2 separate regions of the Oryctolagus cuniculus genome follow, and region 1 is linked to region 2. A link is a contact called in public Micro-C data. All regions are on one chromosome and are shown on one strand. The core of a region is the stretch at or near the end of the contact, and the rest is flanking DNA. Distances in the headings are between cores, read along the strand shown. Region 1 holds the start of BNC2 (basonuclin zinc finger protein 2). Region 2 overlaps BNC2 (basonuclin zinc finger protein 2).

What was found. Hi-C and Micro-C count contacts between places; a contact is called where the count stands out from the background.
Region 1: a Micro-C map of ear pinna shows a contact between it and region 2, with 1.6 times the contacts expected there. The contact joins the promoter of BNC2 here to the enhancer-like site in region 2. A contact is called at or near these places in 2 of 6 Hi-C or Micro-C datasets (ear pinna and skin fibroblasts).

Annotation. Positions count from the first base shown.
Region 1 is chr1:179,687,044-179,694,284 of mOryCun1.1, reverse strand. BNC2 (basonuclin zinc finger protein 2) reads left to right here and starts at 1,890. Exons shown (of 10, transcript XM_051857628.2): 1 at 1,890-2,094. The coding sequence starts at 2,092.
Region 2 is chr1:179,646,499-179,653,690 of mOryCun1.1, reverse strand. All of the region lies in intron 1 of BNC2 (basonuclin zinc finger protein 2), which reads left to right. Among named protein-coding and RNA genes, the nearest start is that of BNC2, 42 kb to the left of the region's middle. Within about 2 kb of position 1,395, at least 3 of the 8 cell types and tissues checked have an H3K27ac peak or open chromatin away from gene starts, as enhancers often do. A contact at or near this core is called in ear pinna, where this site is marked.

The DNA of each region.
Region 1 (7,241 bases), core at 641-3,140, 40 kb before region 2:
CTCCAGATGAACTGTGTGCCTTGAACTCCAAGGTATTTACCACGAGAGAAGTGTTTACCAGGCAAATTTTTTGCACTGCAAAAAAGTGATGCATGGAATCCACAAATGCAGATATGACTTGAAATTTGCTTTGAAAGGGCCTAGAAAGTGTCAGGAATTTGGACCTAATCAGTAATACAGAACTGCAGGTGTGGTGGCCCCGTTGTAAAAAGCTGGAGCCCTGTGAATAATAAGCCCAATCACATTTTTAAGGCAGCTGTGGCTACTTGGGACCTAGTTAGTCACGGCCCTCGAAATATTTTGAAAAGTTGACAATTGTGAAAATTTATATTAAACTTAAGACCAGATCGCGCATCAAAGAAAATAAGTCTGTAATTCCAAGGCTACATATTTTCAAAGGAATTTAATTCTGACCTCTGAATGCAATTAAGCAGTCTCTCTCTCTGCTTGGGGAGGAGAGAAGGGAAGGGGCGAGACTTTCTCTTCAGTAGGAACCGGTAACCAAACCTGTTGTTCTGCCAAGCAAATCTTCGCCGATTCTGATTTCTTAGCGCTCAGGGAGTACGCTAGAAACCTGTGCCTTCCTCCCGTGTCAGATAAGCAGAAAGTTTGCTCTAGCTATGATCAATCTGCACGACGCGGAGATGTTTTTGGCACAAAGTGGACGTTCGAAAGATGATGATGATGATAAAGTCCCCCGCTCCCCGCGCCACCACCCTTCGGCCGGGGAGCATGTTTTGCCTGCATTTAAGAAATGTCCTTCAGCTGCCGGCGTGTGCGCTGGGAGCCTGCAACCCGCTTTCCTGTGTCTGCGGGGCAGGGCGACGCGGGTCGGCCGAGTCGCCCACAGCTGTGACCGTGCTGTCCCCGCGGGCGCCCGCAGGGGCGGCAGCCTGCTTCCTCCCTCCCGCCGGCTCCAGCCTGAGGCCCGCGGCCCACACCAGGGAAAGGGGAAGGAAGCCCTCGCCGCAAGCCGGCGTCTGGGCCGGCACTAAACACGCCGCCACCAGAAACTTTTTTTTCCCCCAGCTGCGCGCAACTTTTGGCCTCTTCTCCCAGCTCGCCCTCGTCCTGCGTGGGGGTCCCCGGGGTTTGCCCCGGCGCCCCTCGCCTTCTCCCCGGCGGCGCGCGCAGGACCTGGGCTCCGAGGGGCGAGGGGCGCCGGGCGGCCGCGGCGCGCACGCGGGAGGCGGCGGGTCCGGGGACGGGGAGGGGAGGAGGAACTGGCCCAGGGGGACGGCGACAGGCGAGCGCCCGAAAAGGAAAGGGCTGCCGCGGCTCGCCGCAGTCTGGGTAAAGTTCGCGCCCTTTCCTCGGCGTTTCGCAGCCTCCTCTCCCGGGCTTGCCTCTCTCCCCCATTTTTTTTTTTTTGACAGCTGGGCGCTAGCGGCCACCTCTTCCACCTCCACGCCCGCACCCCCCGGGGGGCGCTAAAGTTGTTTTTCCATCCCCCAGAAAGGGCCAAAAAAAAAAAAAAAAAAAAAAGAGTAACAGGGTGGGGGGAGGGAGACATAGACATCCTCCTTCGCGAAACCCCTCGCACGCCGAGCACAAACAACAACAGAGCAAGCGGACTTCTACTTTGCAAAAGGGAAGCAACATTGTAGTCGCGGCAGTTTTGCAGGGAGAGGGAGAACTTGCGGGGCTTGCAGAGACGCCCCGCGTCACCTCGCCGCCGGCCACCCCCCTTCTCACACACACACACACACACACACACACACACACACACACACCGCCCGGAGCAGCCCCCTCCTGGGACAGTCCGTTCCTTTTTTTTTTTTTTTTCCCCTCCCCTGGTCCGGAGGAGCCGCGGGGGAAGTACGCAGGCTGGGACGTGGGGAGCGAGGGCGACCCTGGGCGCGGGTGTAAATCAGTCACCTGAGCGCTGAGGGGCCGCGGCGAGGGCGCGCGCGGGCGGGCGGGCGGGGAGAGGCGGAGGCGGCGAGCGCGGCGGCCCGGAGGAAATCGGGAGGGGGAGGGCGAGCAAGGCCGAGACTGAAGGAGCGAGCGGCGGCCGAGGGGCTGGTCCAGGCGCGGCCGCTAAGAGGAGACCAAGAGGCGGGGGCTGCACTTGACAACCAGCATGCCGAGATGGTAAGAAGTTTCCACCCTCCTTCCCCTTTATTCTAGACTCCGCCAGGAGTGACCCCGGCCGCCCGAGCGCCCCCGGGGCCGCCGGGGGCTTGCGTTTTCCTCCAGTCCCGTGGCGGGGGGCGCCTGGGAGGGCAGGCAGCAGAGGCAGGAGACCTCCCCACACCAGTCCAACCTGGCCCCTGCTGTGCTCCCGAAATCCTCCCCTAAACTTGGCCCCAAGTTTCCGCGGCGAGCTCCAGGTGGGAGGGTGTGTGTGTATGGAGGGGCGGGGGTTGGGAGGGTCGCCCAGGGTGGCCCCTTCGGGCGGCGTCCGAGCCAAGGTGAGCCGCTGGCGAGCGGGAGGCTCCGGGGTGGGGGGGCCGAGCCCCGGGCGGACGCGATGGAAGGGACGCGGGGGATGAGTGGAGCGCAGCAAGGAGCTGGCGGCGCAGAGGAGAGCGGCGGGGACCCGCGGGAACTTTCACAACTTGCCTGCGACCGAGCGGCCGGCGGCGGGACATGGGTGCCAGGGCGCACAGGGGCGCTGTGCCGCGTGGGGCACCGTTGCCGGGTACCCCCGGCCCGCCTACTCGCCCCCACTGGTCTCCCGCACGCTCGGGACCCCGCTTCGTCCGCGGGGATGTAGGCACCGCTCCTGCAGGTCTTAGGCAGAATGTGCATATAGCGCAGGGCGGCCAGAGCAACCCTGGAGGTACCGAAAGACCCTTCCGAAGTGCAGTTCTGAGGAAACCAATTTGTTTTACTTAACGCACTGGCTGCAGAGTGGGATTGGGGGCTCGGGGAGGGGGCAGAATGAGGGCGAAAGGGCTTAAGAGCGGGGGGAAAAAAAACACCCTACAAAACAAAAGTAGGTGAAATCCTCGGTGAAGTGAGGCTGAGATTTTTTAAAAAGTTCCAAGTGCGAAAGGTGGAGGGAATGGGATGGTTTTGCGAAGCAGGCTCGGACGCAGCCCTGGACGCGGAGCGGCTTCTCTGCAGCGAGGAAGGGAGCGCGGACGCGCCGCGCTGTCCGCTTTCGGGGAAGTGATTTGTTAGAAGTGGGGCTTGACCACTCCCTTCCTTTTGAGTTCGCTTCCACCCAGTTGCTATTGTTAGCCCCACTTGGGCATCTGCTTGGAGCGTGTTTCTCGTGGAGACGGAGCATGGAAGGAGAAGGGTAATAACGGGGTGGCGTTCTCCCCTCCCCGCTTCCCTTCCCCTAATGTGACATCTCTTGTTTCAGTGATCAAAGTCACAACGGGAGTATAGGAGAATGCGACTGTCAAACGCAGGCGCGCGCGCACACACACGCACACACTCACACACACACACACTCACACACAATAGCATGCGCCCAGGACTGTGGTTACAGTAAGGCTGACAGAAATTAAAGTGGTTTTGAAAGCAGCAGTGCGATTTATGATGGTTCCCATTTACCCTAGAGTCAAGCTGTTGTAAGAGTGATGTAAAAAGACATCATAAAATAATCCTGTGTACCCAGGATTAAAGTGGCAGAAAGTGGCCTGTTTTATTATTTTTTATGTACTTCGTGGACAGTTGCAGTGGTTGGAACCTGTATATAAGAGACACATCAAAACAAAATACTCAATATATCTGCTGAGAGCTTCAGAAATGCCCTTCTAACGGCGTTTTACGCCAGAACGCTGTAAAGGCTGGTTGTAGGTAGTATTTTTCTTCCTTTCCCCCTCGCCTGCAGTAGTATTTGTCTACACATCTATGCCCCTGTGCTAATCACTTTGAACAGTAGCTCAGCCCGTTTGTCATTCGCTGCTGTGAATTCTGCAGTTTCAGATGTTAGCGTGCACGTACATACATGCTTTAAGTGGGGAATTTATTTCTGGCAGGGCTACTTACTGTGTCTGGTCTGAAGATGTACTTGAGTAGCGAGACCTTGTACAAGTTATTAGAACTTCCTTTACCCTTTGGAATCACCCAAAAAAAAAAAATCCCTTGTGAACCTTTAGCGGGTATCTGTGTTTCCTATTATATTTGTAGCTGTTTCATTTAGGTTGTTCAGTCTTAATGAAGTTCTTAGGGGTAGCTAGTCTTTCTGTTCCCGGAGAGCAGTGTATTTAAAATCCAGATTGCTAATTACTTTACCAAAGTACCAGGAGTATCTTCACCTGAGGGAAGTAATAGCGAGTGTGAATGTGAACTTTATTTGGAGTATCTTGTGAGAAAGGTATGAAACGGTCTCCCCCCCCCCCCAAGCCCCTTGAGAGTGTTGAGTTGGGTAGTATTTGCATGTAAAACTGTGACTAAGAATCCACCCCCACGTGGTTTTGAAAATAAATATTAAGGAAATATTAATAGCAGTATTAGCATTCCTGATGTCTGATTTTTTTTTTCCCTCTTTCACCTGAGTTGTACAATATCTGTCAGGCAGCAGGGCTGTGTGATTCCAAAAAGAAGCAGACAAAAGCAGAGCTGACTATTGCTATATTAAAATGTAAGTGTTACAGTTTGAATTTTCAAGTGAGAGTTTTTGAGTTCAGTGCTTTACATAACATTTTGTCCTAATCTTGCTTGCTGTCAGGGATGTTTCATGGTTGTGCAATTGCTGCAGTCAAGAATGCCAATTTGCATTCCAGGAGTGTCATTTGATTACTTTTATCTGCACAGCTCCAAGACCGGCCCAGACCTCTCGTTTCATCTTGCCATGTCACGAGTCAATGCTGTGTCGTCTTTTCAGAAATCTGCCTGATTTAGACAAGAAAGAAAAGTACTTTCATGTTGCAGCCGCAGTCCCCTGCTAACTTGTCAGCAGCAGGATATGATTCACTTGGGCCCAGAAGAATGGAACAGAGAGGCGGGTTAGGCGGTTCAATAAAGCCCACGGACAGGTAGTGTGTGACATCCCCAGAGAGCTGCAGTTAATGAAGAACAGGTCTGCTTAGTTCTCCACACGCTGACCTGGTGCTGTCCCCACAGTTTTCTCATTTGATCTTTCCCAGCAAATTGATCTTTTCTTGTATTTTTTTGCCTTCCAAGTTAGTCCTTGTGGGACTGAAATTAGCAGAGCAACTTAAGTTGGATAATACAGCTGTTCAGAAAAGAAGAAATTGGACACTGCCTCAAAAAGGGGTGGGGGTGAGGGGGGTAGAGGGAGCTGTTCTTTTTGTTGTTGTGCCTGGGAATATTTCTTATATTAAGGGAGTCCAAAATAGGTGATGACTTGAAGTTAGTGGTTTCCTTTGCTTTTAATTTTAGAGTTAACATTCAGCACTGTTTTAAATATTCCTTAAATATTTGAAAGATGGCCTTAGTGACTGTAAGGAGTTCGATTTAGCATTGTTCACATTCACTTGTTTGAAGTGATTTGCCTTTCGACTGTGTGGCTTTTATGGCTATTGGAAGATGGACTAACTATCAATGGCATACTTCAACTGTATTATTTATAGTCTTCTAAATAACTACAAACCCCAGATATCCAATACTGAATTCAGAAAAGATTAAACAATAAAAAAGTCATTACCAGTGTTGTATATAAATATTATGGTACGTGAAAATGTTTTCTACAAGTTATCATCAGCATCTCTGCTTTACATGGATTCCAGAGATACACTGCTCATAATGTGTAATTTTTTTCCTTCACTTATTTTTGAGATTCTGCATTTACTGTAGGCCCTTAGAACCGAGATCACAAGTTTGAATTTCTGTGGATGTTTACAATTTGTTTTTTGAGGTTAGAATTAATTTTAGACAAGGTGGGTAAAACTAAGTTGAGAATGTACATATAGTTTAGACATTAGTCTCTCCATAGAATTTTGCCTAGAAAGCTTAGGTTGGAAGCAATTAATAAATTCTTAACCTGATGCATGATGTAAGGAGCAGTGCTTTCTGAATTCCTTAGCAGTGGTCTCATTTACCATCCACATCCTGACAAGAAACAGAGTTGAAAACAACCTTTCTTGTGGAAGGGGAGGCAGTCTGCTCCAATCTTTCTTGTTGGATGGGAATTATATAGGATCGCTGGTTAGTAACCTCCTCTCTGAAGAGCTAGAGGGAGCCTCATGATTTCACTAGATATACTTAATGTTTAAAAAAAAAAAAAAAGTGTGCTCTAGCAATCAGAATCCTGCACAAAAAGAGTAGGTAATGAATACTGGCTTAGTGTTTAGGCTTGGGCGTGCGATTATGTTTTTGTTTTTGTGTTTAAGTCTGTGAAGAAGCAACAAAACTTTGTGCAAGAGCAGTCAGGGCTCCCTCTGAGCTTTCTAGGGTTCTACTATCCAAGTGATGTGAAGATCAAGCAAAAGGCAACCAAATATATTTTAAATGTTTCAGTTTACCTGACTGGTGTTTGTTTTGTCAACTGAAGGAGTTAGCCTCATGTTAGGCAGCCAGCCTTGCAGTCCCATGAGAAGTAAATTCCCATCCCTGTTTTCAGTCCACTCATGACAACTCTTGTTCTGAAAACAAGGATTTTGAATAGTACCACATACACCTGGATATTTTGGATCAAAAGCACTTTTAAAATAAGTGCTTCCTGTTATAAGCATAAATAATTAACCATTTATAAAGCTGATATATTAGGAATCCATAAATAAGTTAAATGTAAAAAGAATTAATATTATGTTTGAGATTTTCCATTATGCTGAGATTTTCCATTTAATTTCATGTTTATCAGCCTTTTCACTAAAATTTGTGATTTGTTTATATCAGAGTCAGGGTCATAATTGCTCTTTAATATTTATATGCTAGTTTTTAGGAGCATTACTTTGGACAAACTTATTTACCATTTAAGTAAATAATATAATCCACTGAGATAAACTCCCTAGATTTGTCTTTTTTTAAATCTCTTGCACAGTAGCGCTCATTATGTCGCTATCCAGTAATAGTCTTTATTTGTTGCTTATTAGAACCCTCAGTACACTCTAGAGTTCAGCTGTAATTTAATTTGGCTGTCCAAAGAGCCTCCCTTGTTTTAAAACATGTTCTCAGTATGCTTTTACCATTTGTTGTGAACCTATGTTCTAACTCATGCGTACACTTCAGAATGTTAGTACAGATATCATTTTAAAGTTTGCTGCAGCAGAGTCGTAACTTTTTCTTTTAAAGAAAGTTGTCTATATATTACAGTGTCAATTTTGTTCTTTTTCCTCTGTTTCCCCCTTAACATTCTGGAGCGTTTTTATTTTTTTTTT
Region 2 (7,192 bases), core at 146-2,645:
TCTTCAAATTGTAAGTCCTTCAGCCTCCAAGCATCCTTGGGGTGTTTCTCTGCCAGGTTAAATGTGTGAATTGCAGAGGAAAGAGTAAGTTGAAGATTTGTTCCATTTCCTGCTCTCAAATAATAATTTCTTACAGTTTTCTTTTCCCCTTCAGTGATCTACTTGTGGAATCTGAATCACTAAATGAGTTTTATCAAAGGAGGAAAATGTACTTAGATACTTAGAAATTGAAACAAGATTTGTAAGTTGGCAGTTGCCTTGAATGAAAGTACCAGGTGAACGCTGCCGTGCCTTGATATAATTTATTGGTTTTAATGACTGTTAAGCATGAGCAATTTTAGGGATTTTAAATATTAAATAAGCAATTTTATACCTTAGTTGTATATCTTACAGAGGTAATTGCCCTCAGTGCAGTTTAGACTGTGTTGCCAAACCATTAGAAATTTTATTGAAATACAACTGTACAGGATTTTTGAAAGAAAATCTGGAATATGTTGCTTGAAACACTTTTGACATAGATTCTAAATTTCTGCACAAACCTTTGTAGTCTTTTCACAGATGTAAGCATTTATGGGAGGAGCACAGTGGATATTTTTGTGCATATTCTTTATAACTTGAGTCCCATTCTACCAACTTCTACAATAGCAGTAAGCATTGAATATGTGAATTCATGCACAAGTAGGTTGTTTGTGTACAATGGTGTGGATATGGTGTTTCCTATTTTCTTTAGGGAGACATTTTTGATCCTCTGGGGAAATAAACTTCTCATTTATTTTTCTTAAGTATTTTAAAACTTGGTTACTTTTTTTTTTTTTTAAGTAATCCTTGCCACTGTATGTAGAACCCAGGAAGCATCTGAATCCTGGACATTAAGAACTAATTTGAGTCAGCAAGTGTTGGGCAGGTGCCTACTGTGTGCTTGATGTTTGTAGAGTTGCTGGGTGGTTTTGTGAACAGCAGCAGCACTGAGCAGAGACCTAAACCCTCTTTGCAAACACCCCTGAGAATATGAACTAAGGTGAAAATGTGTTTTGGCCTCTATCATGTTTTCTCATCATTCCTATGCATTTCATTAGAAAAATATTTTTTAAAAAACGTTTGGGGTTAGGGAACCAACCCGCTTGTCCAACTTGTGCATGGAACAACACCGCCATCAAAAAAAGACAACATTTTCAGATGGGGAAATGTGATCCCGCAGTCACCTAATAGAGGGCTTCAGAGGCACACACGGGGCAAGAAAGCACAACCTTTCATTTGGTGAAGAGGGAGGGCAGGGGCCCGGAGACTGCCCTCCCTTGAAGGCGGAATGCTTTAAAAACACGTTGCCATCAATATTGAAGACAGAAAGTGTTCTGAACCGGCTCCTCTCTTCCCCCTTCCTCTCAGCATTCATGTTTGAGTTTGCTCCCAAACGCTCGCAAGTCCGTGCCAGACGGAAATTCGCAGAGGCCGCTCCGGGGAGGGACGCGGGCGGAACAGTCGCGCTCAGTTCTCCAGGCCGGCGGGTCCCCGCGCGGGGGCTCCCAGCGCCCCTCCCCCCAGCCGCGAAGTCGCTGCGAGGCCATCTAGTCATACGCTGTCCATCAGATGTGTTTACTTTTTTCCTGACAGCCGACACATCTGGAGCACATATTCAGGTTATTCCAGTGCCACTAGACACATTCCACAAGATCATTTCAGCGGTTGTTATGGCGATCTTCCTCCCTCCAGTGATTTTCAAGTTGCATGACAGAAATAGCTGGAGCTAACCAGGGGGACAAAAGTCAACGGGATCAGGAAGGGCTTCTTTCACAGAATGAACTAATTAGTGACCCTGCTTTCTTCACAGGGCAATGAGCATATGGTTTAATAAAGTGAGCCTATGACACTTTTTTTTTCCCCATCTGTAGGCAAAGCTGTCACTGGCTGCAAACTTTCCTGTTTTTACTGGTGGGACCGTAGTCTGCTGTCTTTCAACAGAGTTTACTTCACAAGTAGAAAATGTTTGCTCCTGAGAGTTAAACTTCAGAACTTTTTCTTGGCTTCATGCTACCTAACTATAGCAGGTCCTTCAATTTAAAGAGACAGGATTCATTTTATATGAGGTGCCCTATAAGGATTCATGCTTACTTCACACCAAGCATTTTCAGTTTTTTTTTTCTTTTAATTATTATCAACTCTAATCTGGAAGTTGAGATAACTGTAATGTGTTATTTGTTGTGGCTTTCCTATAAAATCAAATTGATCACCGGATCAGTTACAAATTTATTTATACCTGTGATTTTTGTTGGGTGCAATAATCAAATATTTTACTCTTAAAGGTTTCATTAATTAAACTCCATTTTTGTCACGTTTTTGGTAACATGCAGACATTTGGTTTCAATTTTGTCCCCCTTGAGGCTTAACGTTTTATAATTTGTGTAGGTTTTTTGACAATTTTGTAGTGTAAACATATCATTGCAGATGTAGGAATTTTGACCTGAAATCATTTTGTATTATGAAGTGGAAATATTAGTTGGGATATATATATATATATATATATATATATATAGAGAGAGAGAGAGAGAGAGAGAGAGAGAGAGAGAAATGCTGTTAAAGGACTTCCATCTTTGGGGACATGAAGAATAAAACATACCTTAATGGTTTTTTGGGTGAATGTACATATGAGTATAATATAAATTCAAACTAAGTATGTTTCCACTAATCATAACTCTGAAATTTACAAATTATACATTTTCCCTTTTTTAATACTTTAATACTCTTGTTCTCTAATTCAGCCTTAAAACATGTAACCTATACGTATTTTACACTTTTTCAACCACATGTACCTCAAAATACTCTTCTATACCTGTGTGCACATATTGATCTCTTAGTCTCATTTCCTTGTTCTCTTACCATCACTCTCTAATGTACTTTCCCCAATTATTTATGTATTTGAGAAGCACTGAGACAGAGGGAGCTCCCATCCTCTGGTTCACTGCTCAAATGCCTACACTGGCTAGTGCAGGCCAGGCAAAAGCTGGGAGCCTGGGACTCAACCCAGGGTTCCCATGTGGGTGGCAGGAACCCAACTACTTGAGCTGTTCCCCGCTCCCTCCCAGAGATATGCATTTGCAGGAAGCTGAATTGGAGTGCAGCTGAAACTCGGACCCAGGCACTGTGAAGTGGTACACAGGGTACCCACCTTTTAAAAGTTTAATCTCAAGGCAGTAGAGTTACCATGAACAACAGAGTTATATTGTAATTTTCCTTTTTGATTAAAGTACTCACATGTTGACCCAGTTCTCTGGATTGTGGGACTGTGACAATGGGTGACAAGAGTCAGAGCTGGACTTTCTCAAGCACATTGTCTTCTTTCCCATCAGTGCAGTGGCTGGCTTCCCACCCACCCCCAGCCGAATTCCTGTTCCCTGGGTCCTGCTGAGGCTGGTCACCGGGTTGCTTTGGAGTACCTGCTCTCAGGGTAGGAGGACACAGAGAGGTCACATAATTAGATGTGAATTTAATTCACGGAGACCTGCTTGTCGCTTCTCCTTGTGTTTCTGCTAGTTACACATTATTAACTGTGTGCCTTTCAGGGCCTCAATTACTTGGGCGAATGTGTGTCATGCAGGGACTGCGCTCAAGTTAGAATGCTGAGAGTGGTTGTAAAATTATGTTTCCCTCTCCAGATGTAACTTTGCAGTAATTAAACATAATGCAATTTAAGCGTTGGAGCAGTGTTGTGGCAGCTATCTCCAAGTCTAATTGGTAATATCGCTTAAATCATAGCACTTATTGCCAGTTATCTGGGAACTAGAATAATCTCCCCCTCCCCAACCCCAAAAGGTACCTCTGTCCAAACCCTTGGGTCTTTTGTATCAGATGAAGTGGGGACCTTGTCCTTTTATCAAAATACCGTCTGTGTTACATGCTTATTTGATATCATTTGACACAGCATTTTCTTGATAGCTCTGTATATCCATCTGTTCATCATTCAGCTTCTTTAGGCTGATTTTTTTGAGGTATATTGCCCTGATTTTTTGGAGATTTCATCCAGCACAGAGCTGTTACTGTCCATTTGGGTTACTCTGTTTCCCTTTCTAAGTGGATGATCAAAACCCATGATGTGTAAACATACTTGCCCGCCATACAAGTCTACTTGTCTGCTGTATTTCTGTCATGCTTCTGCCAAAAGGGAAAAGTGAAGGTCTCCAACAAGCACATAACAAAAGATCCTCAAGTTTTACACAGTGGGGTAAGCCAGCACTTGGAATGCTTGCATCCCATGTCAGAGCGCCTAGGGTTGAGTCCTGCCTCTGCTTCCAGTCCAATTTCCTGCTAATGCACCTGGGAGGCAGTGGATGAATGCTCAAGTAGTTGTGCCCCTGCCACCCACGTGGGAGAGCCAAATGGAGTTCCTGGCTTCGGCCTGGCCCAGCTTGTGCTGTTGCAGGCATTTGAGGCATGAACCAGTGGATGGCAGGTTGATTCACTTTCTCTCTCTCACTCTACCTTTCAAACAAATTAATATATCAAGCTTTAAAAGAAATCCTCAAGTTTAAAATTTTCTTTTGCATTTATTTGAGTATACCCAAGACGATGGCACCAGCTTAATTCAGCCCAGCAGCTGGGGTGCCAGAGCAAGGTGCCTATGTGTGATGGCTAAATAAATAGTGAACTCGGGATGGCCATGATCATCTCAATTTACAGGGTTTTCTCACTTGTGAAATGTTTGTATTAAGGATGACTTTTTTGTTGTTTTTGTTACAGTCTGACAGCTGAAGATGCTTTTAAAGCCTTCTAGTCACTTAGAGCAGAGCTCTACGGCACTGTCTTGGTGGTTCTAAAAGGCAGGTCCTATCCATCACAGAAACAGCGAGTCTCTGGGTTATGAGGGAAGATTGAGGGGTGAGGGAGTGAGGCAGGGAGACGGGGAGCTGCTCTGTCCAGTTTACATTTGTCACCAGTGACTAGCTTTTAAAAAATGTATTAGCTGTGCATGGTGGTAAGTAAGATCCAGCTGCAGGGGATTACGGCTTTGAGTGGGTCGGGGAGCTTGGAATGCATTCAGTTCCATCAGGGGATTTGTGTCCCTCGTCATCAGCCTTAACATTGCTAACGCAGTCAAGATTAAGACCAGACCAGTGTCACCTGCCCTGAACTTTGAAAAACCCCGGAGCCATTAGACAAAGAGGGGTGGCGGTTTAGAAGGTGTCCCTTCTCTCTGTTCCCAAGTATTTTTCAAATGACACGTAGGAAATAAAGGGAAGCACATGGATGTGCTCAGGTGAAAGGCTGGCTGTGGCTGAATTATTTCCCTAACTTACTGACCGTGTCACGATCATGATTTATGATGAAAAACACCTTCCATAAATATGACTCTGTTAATGAATATCTTCGTCCAAATCGAGATGAAAAGTCAGTAGTTTGGAGAGACCATTCCTAAGAGATCCCGGCTCACTCTCTACGACAAAAAGCTTTTGCTTGGTTGGTTTTTGGTGACTCTCTCTTCCCCTCCCCCAGGAAGAAAGTTAGAACACCACAAAGGTTTACTTTTTTCAGGGATTTTGAAATTCAGCATCCATGCCAGCAAGCAGTTTAGAGGCAGGAAGTCTTTTCTAGTAGTGCAGTCATGAACTGGTAAACTAGAAGCATCTGTAAAAATTTAGAGGGAATATCAGCTTTCTCAAAGCTCCAGCCCAAGTGTAATGAGGTGCAAATGATAGCACTGCACAGCCCTTCCCCACCCCGATTGTGGAATGAGATATTGAGACCAAAAAAAAAAAAAAAAAAAAAAAGGCCAAGGCTTTTCAGAACTCTCCTTCCCTGAAACAAATTTCGTTTTTCAGATGAAATGGCTTTTGGATGATTAAGAACCTAAGGATAGCCCCAACTTCAGGGTGGATGAGTGGTGAACAAATGCTTTTCTGCTCAGCCTCTGTAGATACCAGTTTTGAAAATGGCTTTTGGGGTGTGAGTGTGTGAAGTGACATGCCTACTCATCTGGCTGAGTCAATTAACGAGCTTTTTTTTTTTTTTTTTTTTTTAATTTAAAGTAAACTTCAGCTGATTTGTATCTTTGGCAGGCACCGCTGTCTTCACAGAAAGAGGGAAAAAAAGAGGGGTAAGAAAAAAAGATGTGATTTGTTTGAAGGAACACATCTGGGGTGTGATCTGCTGTATCTTAACACCAGATGGCAGGTTTAGGCTGACAACTAAACCCACTTTAGCCTGGTCGAACTGTATCTTAATATATCATTGTCCCCTCGCCCCCAATTCATTCACAGGAAGTGGAGCAATTATTTGCACTCAGGACTAGCAGTCATGTATGTCTGTGGCTTTGGGCTCTGGTTCACTGTCTATTTGCTGTTTATAGACAAGGCTGGCCTCCCTTGGCAACCCCTTAAACAGCTTCCCTGTGCAGCTCATACCTCTTCAAAGGTATGTTTTGTGGAGGCAGAGGTGTGGTGCCTTAAGGTGGCTGGTGCTTGTCATGACAGGCCTGGCATTAGCTGGGCTGAGCAGTGACTAGAAGTGACAGCCTTGGTTTGTGGTGCCTCAGGGCCTCTCCGTCACCGCTCCTGTGGAGCATTGAGAATATGAAAGCACTTCAGAGACCGCTGCTTATCACGGAGATAACAGGGAAGAGCGGCCAGGAGGTGGCCGAGGATGGGCCAGTGCCTTTCCTCTTTGTTTTCTTGTTGTACATTTTTCTTAAAAGGGTGTTATATAGGTGACCTTTAGAAAGAAAGAATGCAAACAAGCTGTATGGAGCTACAGAAGAAAGGACGTTTGAATTCACAGAAGTTTCAAATCTTTTAACTTTCGCCATTAAACTTTTAGTTTTTTTGCACCTTGTGATGCCATAAAATGACCAAACAAACAAACAAAACTGGGGCATTAAGATGCTGGTTAGGGGGGCTGGTGTTAAGGTATAGCAGGTAAAGGTACTGCCTGCAGCATTGGCATCCCATATGGGTGCAGGTTAGAGTCCTAGATGCTCCACTTCCTATCCAGCTCCCTGCTGGTGGCCCGGGAAAAGCAATGAATGATCGCCCAGGTACTTGGGTCCCTGTACTCACTTGGGAGACCTGGAAGAAGCTTTTGGCTCCTGGCTTTGGCCTGGCCCAGTGCTGGTTGTTGCAGACAGCTGAGAGTGAACCAACAGATGGAGAGTTCCCTCCTTCTGCCTCCCCTTCTCTCTGAAATTCTGCCTTTCAAATTAAAAATA